2 separate regions of the Zea mays genome follow, and region 1 is linked to region 2. A link is a contact called in public Hi-C data. All regions are on one chromosome and are shown on one strand. The core of a region is the stretch at or near the end of the contact, and the rest is flanking DNA. Distances in the headings are between cores, read along the strand shown. Region 1 holds the start of LOC100193167. Region 2 holds the start of LOC103638018 (putative receptor protein kinase ZmPK1).

Region 1 (3,911 bases), core at 1,137-3,636, 170 kb before region 2:
GCCCGCTCCATGGATGATGCATCAAAGCTGTTGGAAGTTCACGTGTTTGCTCCTTTTTTTTTCAAAAGTATAATAATAAAGGTATAATTTTACCATTGATCATAATCATCGTATTTCTTCACGTGGACGTATCCGCACCCATGTTGGGTCTGTTTAGTTCAGCTTTTTTAAATAAATTTTTATGAGAATCTGGTTAGGAAGAATCCGATGGCAGAGCATCGTGAAGATTATATATAGAGAAATATAAAAGAGTTCATATAGTTTAAGATGTGGAATTGATGGTTTTCTACTATCTCAACGACTCGGTCTATTCTATGTTCACGTTGATTTTGAACAGTTTTCTGTTAAAGTGATTCTCATAAAAACTGACTAAAAAATTAGACATTTGGCAGTCTGCATTATTTTATGGTGGCCAAAACCTGAAAAGGCTAAAACAAAACTAGGGGTCTTTCTAAATTTCATCCTTTAAGTTATCGTTTGAGAGTCGTTTGTATAAACCCACTTTATATATCTTTTCAGTCTTCAACCACTTTTCTATATACTGTTTGCACTATAGAGTCATTTTCGTTTTCTATTTTTGACTAGCGATAAACCAAAAATAGAAGATGTCTATATTTAGACAATCATTTAAATAAGATGTTAAATTGTATGCTTTTACAAATATCTCTATTCACATTAATTAAAAAGAATATAGAGGGTCTTTTAGAGTCGCTAAGAGCACTTTGAAGAGTTTCCGAAATTCAATCTCCATCTAAATGTTTGGTTGGTAAGATTGAAAAAAGTTTGTTCTTTAATAATTCTATATCATAAGAGCGTGAATCCTAAACACATCTTTAATAATAAAAGGAAGTTTTTTTAATACGATGCACTATATATTATAGTATCTTCGTTGTTTTAGCTATAGATTTTCATGTCCATATTCATATAGACGATTGCAAATAACATATATATAACATATATATTAATTATTGTATGACTTCAATAATAAGGTAAAATAAATTTAATTTGAGACGGAGTGAGTAAAGTAGAACACGCTCGTAACTAAATCAACACCACATAACAGTGTGAGATCGCAGCTCCGTAGATTTTGGGTTTAGCGTGTTCAGGTTAGATTCGATTTTTCTCCAATGTTTTTTGGGTTTGGGATTAGAAACTTATCGGTTTCAATTTTGGTTTACAATTTTTACCCATTGATGTCCCGATGTCCGGTGAAGGTTCGAAATAGTTAAGTCATGAATTTGCTTGATGTTTTTTTTTCACCTTTTATGTGTATATGTGAGTATCTTTTATGTGTATATGTGAGTATGGAATATATATCATATATGTGCTCGTAGAATGTTTGTATTGTTTTCCGGTATTGCCACGCAGCGATGGATCTTAGGTTTTAAATAACTACTATGACATTTGACTTTTTTGTCTTAATTTTGACCAATTGTGTTATTAAAAAAGTCTAGAAATTTTATTGATTTTCACTGCATCTTGGTTTAGTATATAATAAGCCTTAAATGTAGCTATAAATTATTTTGGATTTTTTAAAAATCAAGACAAGTGGTCAAAGTCGAGACTAAAAAAGTCAAACGTTAAACGACATATATTTACGAACAAAGGTAGTATTTAGGTTTTGAGGACTCGTCAAATTTTGTTCTGAATTTGAATTATCACCTAATTTAGTATTTAGGGTGGTTTTGGATTTCCGTTCGAGTTTTAGGTTTGGACTCGAATCCGTCGTGTTGCCATTGGCAAGCGCACACACCTGTTCATTTCAGATTTTTTCAATTAGTTTTTTAAAAAATCTGGTTGTTAGAAGAATTTAAGTATTGTAGGGATTATATGCGGCTGAAGATAAAAGATCCATAGGTTTTATGATATAGAAACTGGCGGATTTCTAATATCGCGAGGACTCGACTGATTACATATTTCAGATTTTGGATGACTTTTATTTTATATAAAACTAGCTGAAAAGCTAAATATTTGGTAATCAGTGAAGACAGGCTCAGAAAAGAGAAAAACTAAAACAAACGGGGCCAAACCCGCAGCGCCGATCGTTGAACTGAGAAACCCAAACCCACACACAACTGAAAGGCAACATAAATGCACACCCGCTCTGCACGAACCGCAAGGCGCTGGCTGGCTAGCTGACACCGAGGAGCCGGGGCGGAATCCGTCCGCTGCAGCACAGCCGCGCCCGGGGGAAACCGCCAAAACCCCGTAAAAAGTCCAGGAAAAAACAAGCCCAAAGCGGGCGAGTGCGCGGCCGCGGGCAAGCAACCGGCCACCCACCTAGCTCGGCTCCGCTCAGCGGCAGCACCGCAGGCCGCAGCAGCACGGCATGGGCGCAAACACTAAAAAGAAGGGAGCGGCCGCGCCTCCACCCCAAACCCACCTCGCCTCCTAGTCCCCCCCTTCGCCTTCTCTCCCGAGTCCCATCGGAGCCCGGAGCTCTCTCGCCTCCCGCGAGGCTGTGTGGTGAGGCGCGGACGAGATGAACGAGCAGGGGCTCGGTGGTCTCGGCGGGGGCCGCGGGGCCGTGCAGGGGCACGGGCGGGAGGCGATGGCGCTCTTGCAGCACCAGCAGCTTCAACAGCAACGGCGGCAGCTGGAGGAGGAGGATGAGGTGCGGCGCCAGATGTTCGGCGGGGTGGCGGCGTTCCCGGCAGCGCTGGGCCACGGCCAGCAGGTGGACTACGGGGAGGACGCCGGCGGGCTCGGGGACAGCGACGCGGGCGGGTCGGAGCCCGAGCCACCGCCGGAGCGGACGCGCGGGGGGTCCGGCGGCGGCGGCGGCAAGCGGAGCCGCGCTGCCGAGGTGCACAACCTCTCCGAGAAGGTGGTGCCGTTGTCATTTCTTGAAATCCGAGTTCTTTCTCCCCGCGCTGAAGAGTAAAGATCGTTGTTTGGGTTTTTATGTTTTTTTGGCGCAGAGGAGGAGGAGCAAGATCAACGAGAAGATGAAAGCGCTGCAGAGCCTGATACCCAACTCCAACAAGGTGAGTGGAAACTGACAAGAGCTCTTTCTCACTCTCTCGTTCGCTTGCAAAGGTTGTTCAGTTGTTAGTCCTGGACTTGACCGTAATGTGTTTCTGCTGTGATGGTTTTTGGGAGTGCAGACCGACAAGGCATCCATGCTTGACGAGGCCATTGAGTATCTGAAGCAACTGCAGCTCCAAGTGCAGGTGAGCAAATAGGACACGTCCACATGGTGCCGATGCATCTTTCTGGTACAAAACATTGACGTAGAATTGGTACAATAGAAAGTACCCGGCCATAATGATTCTTCATCAAATCCGTGACGACAGACTTGCATGACTCTTGAGTTGAGGCCACTTGCCTTATTATAACCAGCAAGGGCCTTCGCATTATGTGTGATCCTGTGATGGGTGCTTCGTTTTTATTATTTTTGAAGAGACAGAGACAGCTTCATTAGTTTGCCGATACCTTCCATTTTCATTTGTTTAAAATTTAGGTTTGCCGAGACACCACTGTGGCTAAACTATTGATCGATGCCAAGCTTGCATGTTGTTTTGTTAAGTAAAAGCATGTCCCGCCGACAGGTGTCCCTGTTTATATGTTGGATGGCAATTTGGGCACTGAGTACTTGTCAAGGTTTATACTTTGTTTTAAAACATAATCTCATCAACGTGTGTGACCTCAAGATAAAGATATGGCTAGTGAACTGTAAGAAGTGCAACGTTATGCACAAATCCTTATATGCTATGATACATGAACAGGAAAGGTGGTGGCAAAGATGGTTTGCAATTTGCATGTAGCCTGAGGTGCTAAATAATGGAGACACACAAGAATTTCTGGAATGTAGTGGCTAGTGATAGGCTGACTATGTATGTGGTTAGTGTTAACCAAAAATACTGCCTATTTACTTGCTTCACAGAAATGCTATGCTGTTTTTGACAGTG
Region 2 (4,129 bases), core at 7-2,506:
TCAAGCACATGTTCCTGCACATCAACCATGGCACCAGTTTGGAATAGTTTAAGTCATAGCCCCATAAGTCTGTTCCGGTAAGCTTCCTAAATGAAAAGGGTGTGGTATTAGTCTTGCGCCTGCACCCTTTGCTCCAGTCACTTGGTTCAACCATCTCAAATCCTTCAAGGCAAGAACATGACTCTAGCTCTGGTCTGTATCTGCACAGGCTGTTTGCTCCACACAGTCCATGTATTTTGCACAGTTGAGGGAATGCCATCCAAGAGACTGACCAATTGCCACTGGTCATGTTTAGGCTATACAACCTAAGGTTACCGTCATAGTCTAGGGTCAATCTCCTCATCGTCTCATCACCAAGATCAGAAGCTTCAAACTTAAGCTGGTCACTTGCCACAAACCGTCCTGTCTGGTCAAGAACCCCATACCTGGTACTATTATAGGTAGTCCTACCATTATCCCATGGCATGTGGAATGGATCTGGCCAATATATGCTACTAGTCTCAGGACCGTTGTAAATAAGAGTTAGGATATTGTTAGTGGCGAAGTAGAAGGCATAGAAACCTGAATAGAGCAAACCCCTAGCAGAAGCAGATACCAACCTAGTATCTCTAGTCATCGGCTGCCATGGTAGAAGTGTATCAGTTGGTGAGTCGAAGCTTCTCCAGAGGTGACGCCCATCTGTATCCATGACAACAAGGTTGCCGCTATCGAGAAGCATCGCACGATCACTGCCGGACGCGGTTGTGTTGGTGCTCCATATGACCATGCCATTATAGTCCACAAGGATCAAGGCCCCCTTCTTGTGGAAGATGAGCCTGGAGCCCCTGCCATTGAGTGGCGCATCACGGTTAGCCGTCCAGGAGACAGTCTTGCCAGATGCCCACGAGAACCAGATAGAAAAGGTGAAGGCGTTGGTGGCCACCTTGTAGAAGCCGCAGGTGAAGGCACCATTGGGCGACACTAGGATGGGGGTGGTTACATCCTGGGTGGAGATGGAGGAGCCTCTAGCAAGGTAGCTGTGGTCGTATGCAGCAGAAACAGAGGATAACGATACAAGGAAAGAGACAAGTGTGGTGAGAATGCAGAGGTCTCTCATGGCCATGGCTGCTTGGCAAAGATGCACAGAGGAAAGATGGGTGGGTCACTTATAGCGCATGTGTTGATCAAGAGTGCCCTGGCGGTTGGGTGGCATCTAATCTTTGACTTTCTGTGGCGTGTACGTGAGTACCAGTTAGCTGGGAATGGGGACATCTATCTCTGACTTTCTGTAGGGGACGGCAAGGCCGAATGTAGCAGACGGTTGACTATGTGATCCCAGTTCAGGACGTCTTTGAAACTTGTTTCTCTATTGAAAGTCTAAATTCTTCAGTACCCATTCTGTAGCCGCCATACAGAATTTGTCAAAATGTTTGTTTTTGCGGTTCTTCCATAATCCATACAGTGACATTGCCGTAGTATATCTGTCGTTTCTCGTTTCTTAGCCTTGCAAACATTCTTTTGTAATCAGAAGGATTCTTGGCACAATCTCAGAAGTTACGATGCATTTAATGTTGCAGACAGTTTACTTCATGCGTGAACATGAACTTCAGCAAATAGCCAACATAGACCGGAATCTTTTTTATTGGACCTTGCTTAATCTTCCTAGGTATGACACCGTCTACTACGTAGTATGTGTACCTTGAATTGACAAAGGCTAGACAAAGAATGAGCAGGTCTACAGTTGTGACCTTTTACTATGGCCAGGATTGGGACTTCACCAATGCCTCAGTGACCGATGTATTGAATTCAGCCTTTGCTTTCAATGTTGCAGACAGTTACTCCCCCGCATAAACTTCTCTGCATCGAGCAATTAGACAACAAAGGCAGGAATCTTGTTTCTATTGAATATTGCATAATCTTCCTAGGTATGACATTGTCTACGTAGTATGTCTGTGTACCTGAGTTGGACAAAGTCTAGACAAAGAATGACAGGTCTACACGCGATCGAGTAAAAGTGCTAGTGCAGGAGATAGGCATTCAGCGGAGTAAAAGTGGAAGGAGTTGGTTAGTTGAAGAATGACAGGCCCTTTCAAGTAAAAGTCTTCATCTAACAGCATGTTCTATGGTTTGAGATACAGCGGTCCTTTTGCTACCCCGATCGAGTGGTATGTTGTATCTATGGATCCATGGTAGTGCAGTGCAGGAGATAGGCATTCACTATCGCGCCTCATCCGTCCTCATTAGCCACTCCTTCCACTTGGTGCTGGTGCTGCTGCCGGCCGGATCACTTTCTTCATCAATTGTACATCCTTGGCTACTTAGCCACAGCCACGGCCATGGCGAAAACATTGGTATCAGATAAAGAGAGTCGTCGTCGTCGTTGGTTCCTCTTCTCTCCAGTTGACTAGCTAGTCGCTTTAAATAGTCAGTAGGACTTTGGCATTCTCAGTAGTCTGCATTAAGTCAGCGCGGACTTTCTTGGTAGAACGCTGGCGAATCTGCTACTGCTCATGTCACTCGTACGAATAAATCAACCCAGCCTGCCTCGCCGTTGCTTGCTTGCTTGCTGCAGCCTGCAGCTCTAGCTAGGCCTGCTGCTGTCCTGCACCGACCCGCCCTCCACGGCATCGGCCCGGCCTGGCCCGGCCCGGCCCCGCCCGCAAAGTGGCAGCCCGTACCAGGTGTCGCTCTTGGGCCGTGTTGTTGCCGTCCAACCAAGCAAGGCAAGCGTGTAGATAGATAAGAAGATAGCGTGAGTGAGTGGCATCCAGACATCCAGTACGTTAGCCTGGCTTACGTTACGGACACGGGCGTGGCGCCTTTGTCGTGCTGCGCACCCGCCAGCCAGCAGCCATCCAGCAGGGCCTCCGTTTGTCCGTCTCCTCTCTCTACAGGCTGTTCGTGCCCCCAAGCAAGCACTACGCGCGCGAAAAAAAATAAAAAAAAAAGGCACGTCATCTGGATCTCTTGCTCTAGCTCACTCAACCTCACCAAAATGTGCAGGCTGCTCCGACTCCGAGAACAGGACGGTCATGCCGCGCGCACCGGTTTCCCTTCCCATGCCGCTACCACCTCCCGACTCCCGAGTCACGACTGGGGGACCACCCGATGGACGATGATTGATGCACTGAAAGCAAGAGTGGGTTGGTGGTGGACCGTGGCAGTCTACCAAATGTCGCTGCTCTCCCCGCCCGGCCGGAACGAGGAAGGAAGGCGACCACCACTCCACGCCGGTCGTGCCAGGTCGGCAGTCAGAGTCAGCCGCGCCTGCGCGCGTCCCTTTCCCACCAACCCCTCTCCCTCCCCGCACTCGACAGCCACGGCCGCGACGGCGTCCGCGTGCACCGGACACCACGGCCAGACCCGAGGCCACACAGCCCTCTGACCAAACGCACGGATCCGGCCAGCCACCCACCCCGCCCCCCTAGCGGCCGCCACCCACCCGTGCGCGCGGCGCACCAAGGCCTGGCCCGGCAGTGGCAGCCAGGCTCTCACACGCCTCGCCTAGTCGCCTTGCCGCCGCGCGTTATATAAGAGCCGCCCCGGCAGGCACGGTCGGTCAATCCAGCAATACCCGACGCGCAAGCCAGTGCCGCACCCAGACCAGATCTCCGCGACATATCAGTCGTTCGTCCAGCTAACTGCACTGCACTGCACTGCACGCAATGGCCACCACGGCGACCGAGGCGGCCAAGGCTGCACCGGCGCAGGAGCAGCAGGCCAACGGCAACGGCAACGGCGAGCAGAAGACGCGCCACTCCGAGGTCGGCCACAAGAGCCTGCTCAAGAGCGACGACCTGTACCAGGTAAACAAGCTGAGCGCAATGAGTGGCTGAATCTGACCGGGATCTGAGTCTCTGACCGCGGGGGAAGAATGATCCGCAGTACATCCTGGACACGAGCGTGTACCCGCGGGAGCCGGAGAGCATGAAGGAGCTGCGCGAGATCACCGCCAAGCACCCATGGTATGTCCCGCTAGCTTTTCGCCCTGTCGTACGTGGTGGATTCGAGTGTGTGGGCCTGCTGGACGTGGACAGACCGAGATCTGAGAACGAACGTGGCGTGGCGTGCAGGAACCTGATGACCACCTCCGCCGACGAGGGCCAGTTCCTCAACATGCTCATCAAGCTCATCGGCGCCAAGAAGACCA

What was found. A called contact is a pair of places that touch in the nucleus more often than the background predicts.
Region 1: a Hi-C map of leaf shows a contact between it and region 2, with 6 times the contacts expected there. The contact joins the promoter of LOC100193167 here to the promoter of LOC103638018 in region 2. A contact is called at or near these places in 16 of 25 Hi-C or Micro-C datasets (bundle sheath, ear, endosperm and 5 more) and 2 of 3 datasets of contacts at active chromatin or transcription factors (leaf and seedling).

Annotation. Positions count from the first base shown.
Region 1 is chr9:18,128,368-18,132,278 of Zm-B73-REFERENCE-NAM-5.0, reverse strand. LOC100193167 reads left to right here and starts at 2,386. Exons shown (of 7, transcript NM_001138322.1): 1 at 2,386-2,827; 2 at 2,922-2,987; 3 at 3,108-3,173. The coding sequence starts at 2,483.
Region 2 is chr9:17,959,693-17,963,821 of Zm-B73-REFERENCE-NAM-5.0, reverse strand. It overlaps LOC103638018 (putative receptor protein kinase ZmPK1), which reads right to left and starts at 1,256. Exons shown (of 1, transcript NM_001354363.1): 1 at 1-1,256. The coding sequence starts at 1,102. It overlaps CCOAOMT2 (Caffeoyl-CoA O-methyltransferase 2), which reads left to right and starts at 3,554. Exons shown (of 4, transcript NM_001350267.1): 1 at 3,554-3,785; 2 at 3,865-3,944; 3 at 4,053-4,129. The coding sequence starts at 3,645.